Regions from separate parts of the Pan troglodytes genome. Here region 1 is linked to region 2. The links are chromatin contacts, called in public HiChIP or PLAC-seq maps. All regions are on one chromosome and are shown on one strand. Each heading gives the region's core, a stretch centred on a gene start, on an enhancer-like site or on the middle of the called end of the contact. The rest is flanking DNA. Distances are from core to core; before and after follow the strand shown. Region 1 has its middle 27 kb from the start of ST6GALNAC1. Region 2 has its middle 13 kb from the start of CYGB.

What was found. HiChIP or PLAC-seq counts read pairs in DNA pulled down with a chosen protein or histone mark.
Region 1: a contact with region 2 is called in an H3K4me3 HiChIP or PLAC-seq map of stem cell-derived excitatory neurons, with 2.7 times the contacts expected there. The contact joins two enhancer-like sites. A contact is called at or near these places in 1 of 7 Hi-C or Micro-C datasets (stem cell-derived neural progenitor cells) and 1 of 1 datasets of contacts at active chromatin or transcription factors (stem cell-derived excitatory neurons).

Annotation. Positions count from the first base shown.
Region 1 is chr19:89,672,372-89,676,644 of NHGRI_mPanTro3-v2.0_pri, forward strand. No RefSeq gene overlaps it. Among named protein-coding and RNA genes, the nearest start is that of ST6GALNAC1, 27 kb to the left of the region's middle. Within about 2 kb of position 2,905, at least 21 of the 24 cell types and tissues checked have an H3K27ac peak or open chromatin away from gene starts, as enhancers often do. A contact at or near this core is called in stem cell-derived excitatory neurons, where this site is marked.
Region 2 is chr19:89,524,558-89,528,677 of NHGRI_mPanTro3-v2.0_pri, forward strand. No RefSeq gene overlaps it. Among named protein-coding and RNA genes, the nearest start is that of CYGB, 13 kb to the right of the region's middle. Within about 2 kb of position 2,729, at least 2 of the 24 cell types and tissues checked have an H3K27ac peak or open chromatin away from gene starts, as enhancers often do. A contact at or near this core is called in stem cell-derived excitatory neurons, where this site is marked.

The DNA of each region.
Region 1 (4,273 bases), core at 1,655-4,154, 150 kb after region 2:
TCAGGAGTTTGAGAACAGCCTGGCCAACACAGTGAAACCCTGTCTCTACAAAAAATACAAAAATTAGCCGGGTGTGGTGGCACGTGCCTGTAATCCCAGCTACCTAGGAGGCTGAGGCCGGAGAATCGCTTGAACCCGGGAGGCGGAGGTTGCAGTGAGGGGAGATCACACCACTGCACTCCAGCCTGGGTGACAGAGCGAGACTCTATTTCAAAACAAAAACAAAAAGTCCCAAGGAGAGACCACAATATGTGCTCATGGTGCCATTCTGACTGGGATCTTTTATCTTCAATGCTATATATACACACATAGGTATATACATGCTTTATTGAGATATAATTAACATACCATACAATTCATCTATTTAAAGCATACAATTCAATGGCTTTTTGTACATTCAGAGTTGTGCAACCATCACTAATCATTTTAGAACATTTTCATTACGTGTCCTCCCCCACCAAAAACCCCTGTACCCATCAGCAGTCACTTCTCTTCCCTCCACCCCACCCCCAGCCTCTGGCAACCATAAATCTACTTTCTGTCTCTATAGATTTGGCTATCCTGGACATTTCATGTAAATGGAATCATACACTATGTGGTCTTTGTGTCTGACTTCTGTCACTTAGCCTGATGTTTTCAGAGTTCATCCATGTTGCAGAATGTATCAGTACTTCATTCCTTGTTACTGTTGAATATTCCGTGATGTGGATAGATCACATTTTGTTTATCCATGCATCCAGTTGATGGATGTTCTTTTCACCTTTTAGCTTTTTTTTTTTTTTGAGACAGAGCCTCCATCTGTCACCCAGGCTGGAGTGCGGCAGCGCAATTTTGGCTCACTGCAACCTCTGCCTCCTGGGTTCAAGTGATTCTCCTGCTTCAGTCTCTGCAGTAGCTGGGATTACAGGCATACCATCACGCCCAGCTAGTTTTATTTTTATTTTTGTATTTTTGTATTTTTTTAGTAGAGAAGGAGTTTCATCACGTTGGCCAGGCTGGTCTTGAACTCCTTACCTCAGGTGATCTGCCCACCTTGGCCTCCCAAAGTGCTGGGATGACAGACATGAACCACTGCACCTGACCACCTTTTAGCTATTATTTCCGCTTTTTGGCTATCATGAATAATGCTGCTCCAAGCATCCATGTACAAGTTTTTATGTGGACATATGTTTTCATAGGCATATGCCTAAGAGTACGTACATATTCTTTTGGTTATACACCTAAGAACGGAATCGCTGCATCATTTGGTATCACTTTAATATTGGGAGAAACTGCCAGTTTTCCAAAGCAGCTGCACCATTTTGCATTTCCATGAAGAGTGTGTGAGGGTTCCAATTCCTCCACTTCCCCACCACTTGTTATTATCTGTCTTTTTTATTATAGCCATCCTCGTGATGTAAAGCGGTGTCTCATTTTGCAGTTTTTGATTTGCATTTGATTGACATGTTGAGCATCTTTTCATGTGCTTATAGGTTATTTGTGTATCTTTTCTGGGAAAATGTCTATTTAGATCTTTTGCTTATTTATTGAGTCTTATTCAATGTTTTGAGTTTTGTTTTCTTCATCTGTAAAAGAATGTTACAGCCTTCATAGAGCAGTGATTAATGAGAACATTTATTTGCAAGGCACACAGCACAATGCTCTGCAGGGCACTTGGCATGCACTCCAAAAAGTTATCAAAACTTCCTGTCACCTCGCCTTGCAAGTAGAAACCAAGTGGAGTTCGTTCTGCATTACGTCACCTACCATAGTGTTTTGCATGAAGACAGGCTCAATAAATGTCTGAGAGTAAATGGACCAATTCGCAACATTCAATATTCAAATCTGAATCCTCTGTGCTTTGCCCCCTTTCTCCCATTTCTCTCATTGAACCTTTTCTTCCTGGAACAATTTTCTTAATTTTATTCCCCTTGCCAGCTGCCTCCTCTTCTGAAATTTAACTTGCAGTATCATTGAAGCTGAGTACAAAGAGAACCAAAGACACCACCTGTGGCAGTCCCGAGGTGAATGTGATAAACCATTGAAGGAGCTGAGCGTCTGACAGCCTGTGAGCATAGCCTGTCCCATCTTAGTAAGAGCCACAAAAAGTAATTAAAGTACTGAAAAGAATGAGAAAAGGGAGATTTTCAAAAACGCTGATTGCAGACTGAGCTATTTAACACGGTTCAGCAACCCTGGTCTGAGGAATTTTCACTTGTAGAGGACTCAGGCCGCCATCAGGCCCGAAGAGTCCAGGTTGGTGGGGCCACCCCCCGCGGTGTGGAGCCTGCAGGGGGCCACGACTGGGTGGAGAAAAGGAATGTGATCATTCAGCCGAGTGGTAAGTCCAACCCATTTCACGCGCACTCAGCCTGCACTCTACGTGCTCTGGTAAAGCCCAGCTGAGGTGCCTAGGGCAGGACTTGAAAGGGCAAGCACAGGTGAGGGAAGGTGTGACTGTCAGCCCAGTACCAGACACCACGGTGAGATGTGAAGCTGGGTGTGTACGGAACTGCTGGTTTTACCTTAGGCCTGGGACAATAGGGAATGTGAAAAGCAAGGGTGTGTGTGTGTGTGTGTGTCTTGGCGCCAGCTGCAGTACCGCCGTCTGAAACCCCCTGAAACCCTGGGCCACCCTCTGAATCTGCTGCTCGAGGGCAAGCCTGGGAGCGTCAGGGGGAGGAAGGTGGAGACACAGGTGTCCCAGAGGGCAGGGACTGGTTTCAGCTCATCTTGGTATTCCCGGGCCCAGCTTGGTGCCCAAGGACCGTTCGTGGAGCTCATGAAATGCTCCCCCAGGCCCGGCACGGTGGCTCACGCCTGTAATCCCAGGCCGGGTTGGGCCGCATTCTCATTGGACGATGGCCCTTGTCAATCACTGAGGGAACTAGATCTTGTGTGTGGCCGGACATCCGGGGCTTTCCACCCTCGGCGTGGGGCGGGCTTGAGGTGGGGAAGATGGAAGGACGCGATACCCAATGGGGATCAAGGCCTTTGGCTTCGCGGCAGATTGGCAGGTGCTTGAACCACTGAAATGCCGCAGAGGGATACCGGCGCTATGGCAGTGATTGGTTCACTTCGCGGGTGGGTGGTATTCTCCGTGCGTTGGTCCCTACAGTACATAAAACGGGCACAGTAGCATAATTAACGCGTAAGTAAAACCGCTGCCGGTGAGTTTTGGGAGTATTTTCGCTTTTTTGAAAGTTAGTATTTTGGCTCTCACAAAGCCTCCTGATTTTAGTAGGCTTTCCCTGGAATTACCCAGATTCCTTTTCGTTACCTTAGTTAAGGCACCCCCTCCCCGTGCAGGGTCAGGGTTGGAAAACTACCGCGCTGAGCCCAAATTACCGCCAAGATCGTCGGAAATGTGCGCAACTCATGAGCTAAAGCGGAGATTTAATGGATGGTATTCAGTAGAAAATGGGACAAGACATGAATGGACAGTTTACAGGAAAAAAAAAAATGCAAGGGGCCCCTAAACATTTAAGTGGGTGCTCAGCCTTTTTCATAATCAGAAGAACGCAAACGAAAACCTCACTGAGCTAAGGCTTCTGATCCATCAGATTGTCAAAAATCCAAAAGTTTAACAAGCGAGGTACGCTGTTAAGGACAATACAGGAACCTGATCGGTCCTGCATTGTTGGGAGGGAGTGCAAATTTACCTTTGACCGGCAATCCACCTCTAGAATCTACTCTGAAAGTAAACTTGCACAAATATGAAAACAGCATACGCGCAAGGTTTTATTTGTAGTGGCACTGTATGAATTTGCAAGACTGGAAACCATGCAGATGTCCATGAGAGGGGGAGTGGCTGAGTAAACTGGTACATCCGGGCTGGTACTACAGCCCAGCTGACTCTGTGGCGTTAAGAAAAATGAGGAAAACGACAATATTTTCTATGGCGTGATCTGTCTCCAGAGATGATGTATATTGGCTGCTACCGTTAGCAAAAAGAAGCACCGAAACGATAAAACCAAAACTGATAAAATTGATAGCGTAAATGGTGGAGAATCTGGTGGAAGCCCTAGAGGGGTTCCACCAAAAGAAAAATAAGGTGACAATAATAATAGTAAAAAGAATCTGTGGCAGTAGGAATTTGCCAGGCTTCCTGTTCTGGAACCCAGCACTAGACCCGGAAAGGCATGTTTGGCTGGGTGGGCCTCAAGTTACTTATAATTGGTGGCCATGCTATAGCCTGAGTGAAGGATTTCTGGTACCCTGCCCCTCTCCAAAAAGACGTCTCTTTGGGAACTCTAGAACTGGAATGGTCCATCAGCACCTGCCTTTTGGCAGA
Region 2 (4,120 bases), core at 1,479-3,978:
CCATGAACATGCTACAATAAGACACTACAATAAGACAGAACCTGGAATAGGGTGCGGCGAGTGAGGCGCTGGCCTGGGGCCCCAAATTTAAGGGGCCTAGTAATCAAGAGAAATAATATAGAAATACAATACTTAAAAAAATCAATGTTAAAACAAAAATATCAATGATGAAGAAAAATTGATTTTACTTTTTTGTTTTTGAGATGGAGTCTCGCTCTGTCGCCCAGGCTGGAGTGCAGTGTCATGATCTCAGCTCACTGCAACCTCCCCTTCCCGGGTTCAAGCGATTCTCCTGCCTCAGCCTCCCCAGTAGCTGGGACTACAGGCTTGTGCCACCACACCTGGCTAATTTTTGTATTTTTAGTCGAGACAGGGTTTCGCCGTGTTAGCCAGGATGGTCTTGATCTGCTGACCTCATGATTTTCCTGCCTAGGCCTCCCAAAGTGCTGGGATTACAGGGGCGAGCCACTGCGCCCGGCCCAGATAAAATCATTTTACTTTATTTTATGTTTTGAGATGGGGTCTTGTTCTATTGCCCAGGCTAGAGTGCAGTAGCACGATCACAGCTCACTGTAGCCTGGACCTCCTGTGCTCAGGCAATTCTCCCACCTCGGCCTCCCAAAGTGCTGGGATTACAGGCGTTCTTTAAAAAAAAAATTGACCATTTATTAACTTTTTCCACTTGGTTCCAACTATGGGGGTGACATTTTCCTGAGTGTGTACAAGGCTGCACAGAGAATCCCCCACTTCCTTCTCCTGCAAATAAACTGGGAAGGGATTCCTCCAGCTTCCTTGGTCTCAGGCTGCAGCGCGGCTGCAGCTCCCGAAAGTGAGGGAGCAAGTGGTCACCCCAGGAAGGTAACGGGATCCGCGGCGCAGGAGGCGGCTCCCGGGTGAGGATCCCTCCGCGGCCAGCAGGGGACGCTGTGGGGCTGCGCCGCCAGGACCGTTTTGCCAGGGAAGAAGCCATCGCGCACCTGGGTTCGTGACGCGCACCTGGGTTCGTGACACCCACGTCGCTCACAGCCCCAGCTCGCCCGGGGAGCTGACCCACTTGCTCAGCTCCTGGGCGAGATAGCTAACTCTGGGTGTAGAGAACAAAACCAAAGCCGAGACGTTGCTCCTTACCCACTAGTCCCCTGCACCCAGGCATAGCCCACCCAGAATACCACACCTTCCCCCAGCAAGGCCTCTGGGGTATCCTGTTTGTCCCAGGTCCAAGTAGCATCCCCAGCCCGGGTCTGGCTGATTCGCTAATTGCCAGTGTCCTCTCTATTGGGAATGGAGAGCAGGAAGAACCTTCCAGAAGGGCCACGTTCTCGAAGGATTCCAGTTTTGATGAGTTCAGAAGCCCCTTCACCATTCTCAAGCCAAGTGGTATGAAATGAGGAGGGGGGCCTTTCTTCCCTGATGGTCTCCCTCATCCCCGACCTCAGATGCCCCTTTTCCTCTGATAGTCCCTACGGCCCATGGCTCTGTGATCCCCATTGGCTCCGGTTCCAGCTCTGGCTTGCCTGGGCCCACCAGGGGCCCTGGGCCCAGGACTTAGAAGCTCTCCTGGGTTCCTTCTATTTCTTTTCTTTTCTTTCTTTCTTTCTTTCTTTTTTTTTTTTTTTGAGACAGAGTCTTGCTCTTGTTGCCCAGGCTGGAGTGCAATGGCACAATCTCGGCTCACTGCAACCTCCGCCTCCTGAGTTCAAGTGATTCTCCTGCCTCAGCCTCCCAAGTAGCTGGGATTACAGGTGCCTGCCACCACGCCCGGCTAATTTTTGTATTTTTAGTAGAGACGGGGTTTCGCCATGTTGGCCAGGCTGGTCTCGAACTCCTGACTTCGTGATCCTCCTGCCTCAGCCTCCCAAAGTGCTGAGATTACAGGCGTGAGCCACCATGCCCAGCCTCTTTTATTTTCCTTTTTCTTTTCTTTCTTTTCTTTTTTTTTTTTTTTGAGACGGAGTCTCATTCTGTCGCCCAGGCTGGAGTGCAATGGCGTGATCTCGGCTCACTGCAACCTCCGCCTCCTGAGTTCAAGTGTTCTCCTCCCTCAGCCTCCTGAGTAGCTGGGATTACAGGCGCCCGCCATCACACCTGGCTAATTTTTGTATTTTTAGTAGAGACAGGGTTTCAGTAGAGACACGGTTTCACCATGTTGGCAAGGCTGGTCTGGAACTCCTGACCTCAAGTGATCCACCTGCCTCGGCCTCCCAAAGTGCTGGTATTACAGGCATGAGCCACCGCGCCCAGCTGGTTCCTTCTATTTCTTTTGCTTTGCCTTCCGACGTGGCCCTGATGGCCTGACAGTCACTGTCCCCTGCACCGTGGCATCCATCCTCCTCCTCCTCGTACCTGCCTTGCAAGGCAGGCTTCATGTTCACTCCTGCAGTGAACATGAGGCAGGAAGAGACCGCATAAGTTAGAGGTGACTGTGGCTCAGAAAGGCTGCGTGACTTGCCCAAGGTCACATAGCAGTGAGAGATGGAGTGTGGGCCCAGAGCCAGCACGCTGTCTTTTGGCATTGCCTCCCTGGAAAGGCGGGGCCCGCACTGTCCTCTCTGCCCTGCACTGTTTTAGTTCACACAGCTCACTCTTGGCCTGTGCCGGGTATTTGTCTTGCTTTCTAAGAGTGTTTATTTATTGATTCTTTGGATTTCTACTTAGTTCCTCCCCTGTGCCAGGCCCAGGAGACAAAGGCGGAGGCTGCACTCAAGGAGTTCATGGTCTGGGAGACAAGACTCTTCCTGCGTGTCAGCTGAGTCTTCCCAGGCAGCCCGCAGGACTCCCAAGGGGCAGAGGCTGTTTCCTGCTTCTCCTGCAGCCCACCCGGGGCTGGTGACCTCCTGGTCCCTTCTCAGGGAGCTGCTGCTGCTGCCGCCTCCATCGTCGGGTGGGGGCTGGGCAGGCCTGACCCAGCAGACTATGGGGTGAGGGATAGAAGGCTGAGGAAGGGGTCTGGGAGCTGAGAGCTCAGGGAAGGTGTTGGGGGTTTAAGGCTGATGAAAGCAGGCTTCCTTTCTCAAACACCCAAGGGCTGATCCACCGCATGTAACTTGAGCAGCAGGGCCGGGCCCTCAGCTTTGCCTGTGCGCAGCCTCCGGTGTTCAGGTGTAGAAGGTCAAGGTTCAGGCCAGGCACGGTGGCTCACGCCTATAATCCCAGCACTTTGGGAGGCCGAGGTGGGCAGATCACCTGAAGTCAGGAGATCAAGACCATCGTGGCCAACATGCTGAAACCCCGTCTCTGCTAAAAAATACAAAAATTAGCCGGGCGTGGTGGCACATGCTTGTAATCCCAGCTACTTGGGAGGCTGAGGCAAGAGAATTGCTTGAACCCAGGAGGCAGAGGTTGCGGTGAGCTGAGATTGTGCCATTGCACTCCAGCCTGAGCAACAACAGCAAAACTCCGTCTCAAAATAAATAAATAAATAAATAAATAAAAGAAGGTCAAGGTTCAAGGTTCAATCCTTGGATCTATCACTAAAGCACTGGGACAAACAGGGCCCTTCTGCCTTCTGTCTGGATATCTCGCCTCTGATTCCTTCATCTCTATTGTACCCTTGCTGGGAGGAGATTTCCAGAACCAAATCTTAAAAACCTCCTGACTTTTTTTTTTTTTTTTAAGACGGAGTCTCGCTCTGTCCCCCAGGCTGGAGTGCAGTGGCCAGATCTCGGCTCACTGCAAGCTCCGCCTCCCGGGTTCACGCCATTCTCCTGCCTCAGCCTCCCAAGTAGCTGGGACTACAGGTGCCCACCACCACGCCCGGCTAATTTTTTGTATTTTTAGTAGAGACGGGGTTTCACCGTGTTAGCCAGGATGGTCTCGATCTCCTGACTTCGTGATCTGCCCGCCTCAGCCTCCCAAAGTGCTGGGATTATAGGCGTCAGCCACCACACCCGGCCTTGTTTTTTTTTTTTTTTTTTTTTAGACTGAGTGTTGCTCTGTTGCCCAGGCTGGAGTGCAGTGGCGCGATCTCGGCTCACTGCAACCTCCTCCTCCTGGGTTCAAGCGATTCTCCTGCCTCGGCCTCTTGAGTAGCGGGACTACAGGCACGCGCCGCCACGCCTGGCTAATTTTTGTATTTTTAGTAGTGATGCGGTTTCACCATGTTGGCCAGGATGGTCTTGAT